Linked DNA regions of Oryctolagus cuniculus: region 1 is linked to region 2. The links are chromatin contacts, called in public Hi-C maps. All regions are on one chromosome and are shown on one strand. Each heading gives the region's core, a stretch centred on a gene start, on an enhancer-like site or on the middle of the called end of the contact. The rest is flanking DNA. Distances are from core to core; before and after follow the strand shown. Region 1 overlaps KIF6 (kinesin family member 6). Region 2 overlaps DAAM2 (dishevelled associated activator of morphogenesis 2).

Evidence for each region. Hi-C and Micro-C count contacts between places; a contact is called where the count stands out from the background.
Region 1: a Hi-C map of an unstated tissue shows a contact between it and region 2, with 5 times the contacts expected there. The contact joins two enhancer-like sites. A contact is called at or near these places in 2 of 6 Hi-C or Micro-C datasets (skin fibroblasts and an unstated tissue).

Annotation. Positions count from the first base shown.
Region 1 is chr5:130,331,192-130,335,994 of mOryCun1.1, forward strand. All of the region lies in intron 15 of KIF6 (kinesin family member 6), which reads left to right. Among named protein-coding and RNA genes, the nearest start is that of KCNK16, 36 kb to the right of the region's middle. Within about 2 kb of position 1,335, at least 1 of the 8 cell types and tissues checked has an H3K27ac peak or open chromatin away from gene starts, as enhancers often do.
Region 2 is chr5:129,835,325-129,840,380 of mOryCun1.1, forward strand. The region is part of intron 1 of DAAM2 (dishevelled associated activator of morphogenesis 2); the gene reads right to left. Among named protein-coding and RNA genes, the nearest start is that of DAAM2, 26 kb to the right of the region's middle. Within about 2 kb of position 3,302, at least 2 of the 8 cell types and tissues checked have an H3K27ac peak or open chromatin away from gene starts, as enhancers often do.

The DNA of each region.
Region 1 (4,803 bases), core at 85-2,584, 490 kb after region 2:
TGAGCATCCAGTAAAATCAAGTCCATTTAAAAGAAGGAGAAGGAGTAAGTGCTTTTGGACCCCACCGCTGAGCAAATTACAAAACAAGGAGCAATAAATTTGGCTCTCTCTTGCCTCGCCGCTAAGCAAGAAGAGAAGGACCCGGAGCTCGCCAGTTTTCATTTTCTGACAGCAGGAAGCACACTAACTAATTTATCTGCAGAAATAGAATTTCTCCCTGGAACTAAACACAAGCCAGAATTTATCGTGTGAATCCTGGTATAAAGGACACTGACTGACACAGTGAGTGATGTCTTCAACTGCAGTTTCACGGAAGATCCAAACTGTTGTTTAAGCAGCTGATTCGTCTATCGACCCGCTATAAAAGCTACAGGCCTGACATTAAAGCATAACTCAGTGGGAGCGTCTTCGTGAGCAGCTGGGGTAATCCAATCCAGGTCCTCTGCTCCCCCGTGGTCACACCGAGCAGGAATCCAGCGGGGAGAACCCAGCCTGGGACTGGGGGCCAGCGCTCTCCCCCAGACACTTCTCTCAGTTCACAATCCAAGCGCTAATGAGTGCCTACGGTTAGAGTCTACAAGATAGGCAGACCCCTGCCAAGAAGCGTGTGAAGTGTGCCTGGAGAAAGGAAGGAGCCATCAGAGCTTTAGGAACTTAACAGGAAGAGCCCCACCCCGGGGGTGTCCCCAGGGCCACAGGCCTGGCCTGGGTCTTGAAGAACGGGCAGGACTCAGAACCACCGGGAAGAGTGGGGGGTGGCTGGGGTGCACACTGTGTGTGTGTGTGTGTGTGTGGTATATGTGCATATGGAGGGGCATGTATATATGGTGTGGGGGGGTATATGTGCATATGTGTGGCAGGCGTATATATATGTCGTGTGTGCAATACATGTGCATGTGGGGGCATGTATATGTGGCATATGTGTCTGGCATGTCTATATGGCATGTGTACGTGTGTGTGTGTGTGTGTGTAGAATGGCTCTCTTAGGGGATTGATTTGAAAGAGTTGAGGGCAAAGCTAAACAGTAGGACCAGCCAGCTCACTGAGAGCCTTGAATCTGAGCTTGCATTCAACAGACGGTTGAGCCGCTGGGCATATTTGAGCAAGGAAGCCTTGGTCAAAGAGGCCTTTTAGGAAAAGCAAGAGCCAGCACCCAGTGGAATTCCTCAGCATTTGCTCACTGACCTGCACCAGCGCTCACTCCCCGCCCCACCCCGGGGCCTTCCCCTGCCCCTCACCTGCACCCAGCTCCGCCCTTGGGGCCATGCTGCCAGCCGACACCCAGAAGCTCTGCTGTTCTGCTGACTGATTCTGAGTGAACTTGCCATGGACTTGACCCAGATAGAGCCGGGACCAGCCCTAGGAGTCTCACTGCCCCTGAGAAGCTCACAGATGTGCCCAGCACAGTGGGGCACATTGCAAATCAGCCCACCTGTCTCCGCACCTACCCCTCGACCCAGCATCTGTGAAAACATAACCTACAGGAACGTTCCATTTCTTCCTCTTGTAGGCATGTTTCAGTGTCTAGAATATGGGAACACTAATAGTGATTAATACGTAAGACAGGAAAATGCGCCCTGACATGAGACTTGCAGGTTGCACGTGGCATCTGCTGTTGCCCCTCAAACCCCATCTCCTGGGTCCCAGGCTCTCCCTGCCATCGCCTCTCACCACCCCAGGGACAGAGAACAAAGCAGCCCCTTCGGACAGGCCATTGTGGCCACAATGCCACGTGGGGACCTCGACTTGCCAGCAATCAGTGTGCACTAAGTGTCCCCGGACACCCACGCCCAGACCTTAAAAGGAAGGCGGATGAGGCTCCAAGCGCGATGGTTCCCTGCTTGCCAGCACTATCCTGGTTTCAGACTCTGGGCTACAGCGCCCTCTTGTGGCATCCGTGTTGCTCTCAGCTGAGGCTACTGTTCCGCCTTTTCCTATTGGGGAAAACTTGAGTAAGAATGAGTCTTGAAGAGCTTTTTGGAATTCTATACCTGGGGACAACAACTTTGAGAGAAAGAAAAAGGCTCGACCACCACCCATGGCTTCCCCAGACTTCCCCAATTACCTGCCGTGATCCAGTTTGTAACACCTGGAATCCCAGGAGCCAGAAAGGAGCCATCCATGGAGACAGAACTAGAGAGGCCCACCCAGCACCCTCTAGGCCAGTGGTTTACAAACGGGGCTCTGCTGTGGTGCTGGGGAGGGGGGTTCAGCATGCCAACAGCTGGGCCCCACCCCAGTTCAACCAACCTTTCTTTGTCTTTTTGCCCTCACACTTATGTGTGCAGAAAAAGATTTGCAGCTTTTTTTTAATGATTTTATTCATTATTTATTTGAAAGGCAGAGTGACAGGAAGAGAGAGAGAGAGAAAGAGAGAGAGAGAGACAACCTTTTTGTTGGTTCACTCCCCAGTTACAACGGCCGGGTCTGGGCCAAGCTGAAGCCAGGAGCTGGGAACTTTGGGTCTCCCATGTGCCTGGCAGGGGCTCAAGCCCTTGCGTCATCTGCTGCTCTTTCCCGGGCCCGTTAGCAGGGACCTCGATGGGAAGCTGAGCAACTGGGACTCAGACCAGCACTCATACGGGACACTGGTGCCGCAGGCAGCAGCTTAACTCACTGTGCTACAGCACCAGCCCCGAATCCGCAGCCTTCAACGTGTCTCCCTCCCTCAGACCTGGGGCTCTGTCGAAAATATTCCCAAAAGAGGCAGCTCCAACTTCCCTTCCCCAGAGCTGTGCCGCTGCTTCTGGGCCCACCCAGAGCTCTGCACAGAGATCTGTGATGGAACTTACTGACCTGTGCTCATCCTGTCTCCCACTCATCCTCGCACTGGACAGAGAACCTCCCCTTCCCCGGCACAGAGCACAGTGATGGGCACACGAGAGGCTTTGAATACATCGGTGAGATCTGAGGAATCGCCGTGCACCCTACAGGTGCACCTAGGTAACTAAGGGGCTACGTGCCTGGGATCCAACAGCCGTAAAAGGACGGGCTGGGACCAAGCAATGCCCCAGTGCCCAGCACACTCCATGGGGCTGAGGTGGTATTCGCTTCCTGCTTGCTGAGCAGACATATGGATTCTGTAACACCTATCAGCTCCCCAGAGCCATAGTGTTAGCCTGTGTGAATGCAGACTCCCCTGGGAACGCAGGAAACCCTCGCAACCTCGGTGCAGACATGCAGGGATTTGGGTGGATTCAATGGATGAATGATAAAGATAGCTGACTGCAAAGGGAGCAGGTGACACCTCAGTTGGTTCCCAGAGAACGCAGGTGGCTCCGGGAGAGCAATGATGAAGTCTCCCCACTCAAGGCAAGTTGAGTCCTCGGTTGCTTGTGCTCCAGTGACTGAGTCATTGGCCAGATCTCCAGGCTCAGCACAGAGGCTGGAAGTGAGGAGGAGTGACACCCCCCCCCCAGTTCCCAGTCACCAGGACTTCAGACCCTTTGAGTGGTTCCAGCCTCCCTCAACCAGCCCTTCTGGAGAAGGTGGGGCGGGGGGCGGGAGGGACTCTGCATCAGCCCTGGGACCTGTCTTGAATGCAGCTGAGGTTCAGCAGATAAGCAGGCCCACAGGACATGTGTGGACAAATAGGAGAGCTCTGGGTCTTGTGATAGTGGGAGGCTGAGTAGTCCAGGGAGCTGGAAGCCCAGGAGAGTTGGTGGGGGCGGTGCCCAAGCCAGAATGCCCGAGGGACCAGGGGCACTGGTGGCCTGGGTCCCAGCCACGGTCCAAATGCTTGAGAGCCGGGAGAGCTAATGTCCAGGGGCAGGAAGAGACGGATAGACCAGCTGACGCAAAGGGAGCACAGCCCTCGGTGGATCAGTGACACCCACTCACACTGATGGAGGGGATCTCCTGCCCTCGGTCTGCTCGTTCAAGTGCTCCTCTCTCCCAGAAGCACCCTCACAGATGCACCCTGGGTGTCCCTTGGCTCCATCCAGTTGACACATAAAATTAACCAGCACACCTTGGAATCAGGAGGGCCCAGCTGGACTCGAGCCACTGCCACTTGCTCGTTCCATGACCTTGGTCTCTCGGCCTTCCTGAAGTCCCTGACCTCAGTCCTGTGAAAAGGAGGTCCACTCCCCCAGGCCAGCAAGCAGGTGCTCAGTGAGTCACCGGGGACTCTTGACTCCGGCCGCAGGGAATCGGTGAAAGAGAAGCCCAGACAGGAGCACAGCCTCTCATCACAGGGCTGGTCACAGCTGGATGACACCAAAGCCAGCCGGCATAGCCGCTATGGAGGCCACCATAGCCCCACAGGAACCACGTCTCTCCGGCAACCTCTGCTCAAGCCACCACTGATCCCTCTTCCTTGCAGAAACACAGCAGAGCTCCAGGAAGGGGCTGCTGATTCCTTTGAGCCCTCGATCACCAAGGATCTTGGTCCCACTTGCTAAAGCCATTCTTTTCATCATTCATATGTACAGAAATCACATGTGCTACTTTGAACGAGTTAGGCACTTAGAAAATGTATAGAAAACAAAATCCTGTGGCCAGCACTGTGGCGTAGCAGGTAAAGCCGCCACCTGCAGTACCAGCATCCCATATGGGCACCGGTTCCAGTCCCAACTGCTCCACTTCCAATCCAGCTCTCTGCTATGGCCTGGGAAGCAGTAGAAGATGGCCCAAGTCCTTGGGCTCCTGCACCCATATGGGAGACCCCGAAGAAGCTCCTGGCTCCTGGCTTCGGATTGGCGCAGCTCCAGTTGTTGGGACCATCTGGGGAGTGAATCAGCGGATGGAAGACCTCTCTCTCTGTAACTGTGCCTTTCAAATAAAAATAAATAAATCTTTAAA
Region 2 (5,056 bases), core at 2,052-4,551:
GAGGCCTAAGACAGTGGCACTGTCAGCGAGATCAAAAGGGGAGCTTGCTCATCCGGGTCATGGGTGAGCACCCAGGGAAAGAAGTGGAACTTGTTCTAAGGTCAGCCAATTGCAAATTGTATTGTGAGGTAAACAGCTACTCCTCCAGACCACTTTTAGGTGTACTACATTCAAAAAGTCCTAGTGTGTGTGTGTGTGTGTGTGTGTGTGTGTAGAACATGGCACAGGGGCCAAATCCCACACCTGGGTCAACATAGTGCAGGAGAATCAGTTTGCCCATAACTATTGGGAAACCCGCAGTAGCTAGCTGGGAGGTATTGTCTCAGGTGCCAGGCACTGTTCATGTATTTAACACGCAGTCTCATCCGTAGCTCTCAGCCACCCACCGGGGGATGCCCCAATTATCCCACACTGGGAAGACAATGTCAGAGGCAGAAGAAAGTTTCTCCCTGCACTCAGGACACCCATGTAATGAAAGAGCCATAGAGGCAGGACTGAAGACCAAGCTGTATGGCTCCAGGGCCCACCCTGCTTGCCATTGAGGGATACACCAAGAATCCTAACGAGCTGGATGGAAGTCAGATCCAAAGCCACCTGCTTACTTTGCCCTCTCTGAGGCTCACGTGTGCAGCAGGGTGGTCTGGGAGCTTGGGAAACCAGAGTTTGATCCAGGAGTCAGGTTGGGGCCCAAGGACGAGCCCATCTCAAAGGGGATGCTGGTCCTAGGGGTCCCACCATGGAGGCCCTCCAGAGCCACTACCCGCTGCTTTGGGAGACAAATCTCCAGGCCATGACTCCCCCGGGGACAATGTGCCATCACATCAACTCCCAAGATGCCCAGAATTACAGCAGGTGGAGACTGATGAGGTTGGAGGAGGGCAGGCACTGCTGGAGGCAACTCAACCCTGGAATAGCCCAGCAGTGAGGGGCATGGCATCAGGGATACCAACTTCCTGCAATCTGCCAGAAACCCTCTCCAGACAGCAGGGCTCAGTCCCCTCCCTCTGGGACACATGATTCGCTCAGATGACCCTGGTGCCCTTTGGTGGATCCACCCAGAAAGTCACTGAAGCAACTCTGAGTGGCAGACAGCCCTGCATGGGGCGCTGTGCAGGACACGGGCGGTGAGAGAGCGCAGCGAGGCCCACCTGTAGCTCTGCTACTGCATGCTGTGCCCTTTGCTCAGAGTTCCAGTTTTTAAAATCATTATTGTTTTTGTTTTATTTAAAAGGCTGAGCTAGAGAGAGGAGGAAGAGGAGGAGGAGATGGAGGAGGAGGAAGGGAGGGAGGTAAGGAGGGAGGAAGGAAAGAAAGAGGAAGGGGAGAAAGGGGTGGAGAGGAGGGAGAGGAAGGGAAGGATGTGGGGGAGGGGAAGGGAAGGGAAAGGAAGGGTGAAGGGGAAAGGGGAGAAGGAGAGGAGGGGAAGAGAGAGCTTCCATCCACTGGTCCACTTCCCAAATGCCCACCACAGCCAGGGTGGGTCAGGTGGAAGCCTGGAGCCCAGAACTCAGTCTGGATCTCCCATATGGGTGAAAGGGACCCAAGCACCCAAGCCATCATCTGCTGCTTCCCAGGGAGTGTTGCAGCAGGAAACCAGGATCAGAAACAGAGCTGGACTCCGACCAGGCACACCCATAAGGGATGTGGGTGTCCCGGGCAACACCTTAACCATTGCATCAAGTGCCCACTCCTGCTCAGGGGTCTTAACTGTTCTACACTATAGTCTCCAAATCTGTAAAATGGGCCAAATTCACCATCCAAATTTCAGTTGTAAAAATCAGTTGTTTGTGATGTGCTCACTAGAGTGTCCACTCTATTCGAAGTCTTCATAAGGTCATTGGTGCTCTACCCATGGCCAGGGAAACCCCGCCAAGGTCAAACCCAGGAGCTTGCTAGTCCCTGCTCACAGCCCCTGCAGGAGGAGGAGGCTGAACTTAGAATCCCTTCATCCCCATCATTTAAGGGATCTTCCATCGCTTATCATCCAGCATTCTAGGGACTTCTCCCTAAGTTCTGAGCTGTCTAACAAAGTGTCCCCCAAGACAACTTTCCGCACTTACATCACAACTTATTTAAACAGCTGGTTGTATAAAACCAGACACAAAACGGCCTGACATCTGCACACACAGTAGGTACTCAACCCTGCCTTAAGAAGTCTGTGTAGGGAGAAGACGCTTGTCACTCACCAAATAGTAGCTCAAGTGCGAAGACACAGTTCCCAAGCATGGTTTGTGGCCAGCTAGGGAGCTGGGGGGCAGGGGTTGAAGGGACAGAAAGATCTAGACCTCTTCCAGTCCCCCAGGGACGGGCTTATCAGCTAACTGAATTGCTGTCCTCTGCCTCTGTATTTTCTGCACTAAACCTGCATTTCTTTTATGATCAGGGGGTAATGCTTTTTCCTAATTATACATCCTTCCAATGCTTTTCTTGGTTATAACCTCTCCATGCCCACTCTGCTCACTCACGTGTCCCTGCTTGGTTCTCGTTCTATGTTTCTGGCCCGTGAATTTGCATCCATGGCTGTGAAAGCGGATTTTCCTGCACACATACTCGAGACCCTCTGGGAAGCCGAGCTGCCCCCATCTGGGAGGAGGTGCTTCCCAGAGATGGAAGAGCAGCTGGGTCCATCGCCCACCACTCACTCCCTGACAACCCTCCCAGCCCAAAAATTCACTAGGAGGCTCTTCATGAAGTCAACAGCTCATGCTAAGAGTAACTGCACAGAAGATGGCCCAGGGGTGAGAAAACTGGGGTGTACACATATGCACAGACACATGCACACACATGGCCCCAGTCTGCCTCTCTCTGCTCCTCCCCTATCCAAAAGGAAGCGTCCCGTGCTTAGTGCCCTCGGATGAACCGGGAAGTCAAATTTCCCACTATAGTCCGCAAGGAGCAGGGAGCTGGGGTTGGGACCGCCAGGGAGGGCCCATCAGCTTCCATCTGGCCCTGAAGTCCCTACTTATTTTCCTGGCCCGGCCTGATCTCATTGTCCAATGTGAGGGATCCTGCTCTCTTGGTGACACACACTTTCCCCAAGAATGTTTGGCTTTTCCATGAGGAATTTTTGTATTCGGGAGATTCTTGGAAACAGGACAAGGATTCATGAATCGCTGGCTCTGGCTCTGCCTGAGGGCTCGTGGCTCACAGCAGCAGGCAGGGCAGGAAGCAGGCAGGGAAAAAGGACTTGGACATTTGGGGCAGAGTGGCGGAGGGCAGAGATGTTGCTCCAGTCCCTGGCCCTCTGAGAGCTGCCCACTGGTGGATCCCATGCTCCACTCCACTCGGGAGTCGCCTTCAAGGGTGGATGCCCAGCAGGTGCAGGGCACTGGGAATCCAGTGGAAGCTGCAGAGAGGGAAGGGGCCCTCTGGGTGGCACTGCTGAGAACACGGGGCTCTAGCAGGCACGTGTGTACTGTTAGCTGGCCATGCAATCCTGGTAGGCCACCTCACTGCCCAGAAACTCAGCTCCTCTTCTGCGAAGTGGAATAGCACCCCATTTGCCTGGTTTCAGAGGATGACTTGTACTGAAGCGTGCATACGTGCAGCTCCTCTGCGGGGTGCCTAGGAGACCGGGCATGGCCAGGGAGGAGTTGCCGCCCACTGGGGTGCAGGCCCAAGTTCTTGCCTTCTCGGGCTTACAGGCCCTGCAAGAATGCACCTCTCGCCGTGGCTGCTCAGACCCCAGGTGAGGCCTTGTGGGCTCCGGCAGGAAGTCACCAGGCGTCTGCGCCATCCTGGGTGCTCCCAGCGCATCTGCTTCCCACAGCTGGGAAGCGGGGTGGCTCCTAGGTAAGCATCAGACAGATCACGGAGCCAAGTGGCCCTGCTGGGACTCCAGGGCTCTGAGCTGTGTGGGATGGGCAGGGTCAGGTTTGGCCTGAGGCAGGTGCACCCAGGGGCCCAGAAGGCCCAACACAGACCTCTAGGACGTGGCTGGCCATCAGGAGTTCTCCCCCAACCCCACTTTCCCAGGGGCCCTGCAGGGCATAGTACTCTGTCCAGAAGCGTCAGTATGGGCAGTGCCTCTGTCTAGTGCAGGGCTCTGCTCACCACAGCTCTCCCACTGCAGGCCGGGAGGAGACAAGACAAACAGGTTTCCATTTGCTTCACCTCTGTGACCAGCCCTATGGATCCAGCTATAGATGCCTGGCGTTGCCCCCAGGACAGAACCACATACACTCATGAGCACACATACACACAGCCTGTTCACATGTTTGCACACTCACACACACATGCAGTCAATTCACGCATGTACATACTCACATGTGTGCTCACACATACATGTATACACACATATACTCACACACCTGCTGACATGTACACTGTACTCATGTGTTCACACAAGCCAGTTCACACATGTGCACTCTCATACATGCAGTCAATTCACACATGCACATACCCATATATGCTCACATACATGCTCAAACATGCACACATGTGCACACAGTCAGTCCACATGTGTGTGCTCAGATACATGCACTCACAATCACCCTCATGCACACAGCCGACTCAAACATCCACTCATACACACATGCACACACACATACCTGCTCAAGCAGACAATTCACACGTGTGCATATTCACACATAAAATGGACACATACACACTCATACATTCACACCCACCTGCATACAAGGCACTCACACATGGACTCATATGCACATAACCAATTCACATATGTGCATACTCACACATGTACATATACACATTCACATACTCACATACATACACAAATATACACACCTGCAACAAGGCACTCACATATATACACACAAGTGTACACAGCCAATGCATGTGCATACTCACACACATGTTCATATATACACATGCACGCTCACATATCCACACACACGCCTGCATACAAGGCACTCACATTTACATCAGTCACACATATGCACACTGACATGCACAAAGCTAAACTGACACATGTGCATGCTCACACAGGCACACAGACACGAACACAAACACACACACACTCACATCCCCACAGAGTCAGTCCTTGCAAACAGTTACTGAGCCTAAGAACGCAAAACTAAGAACACAAAGCAATGTT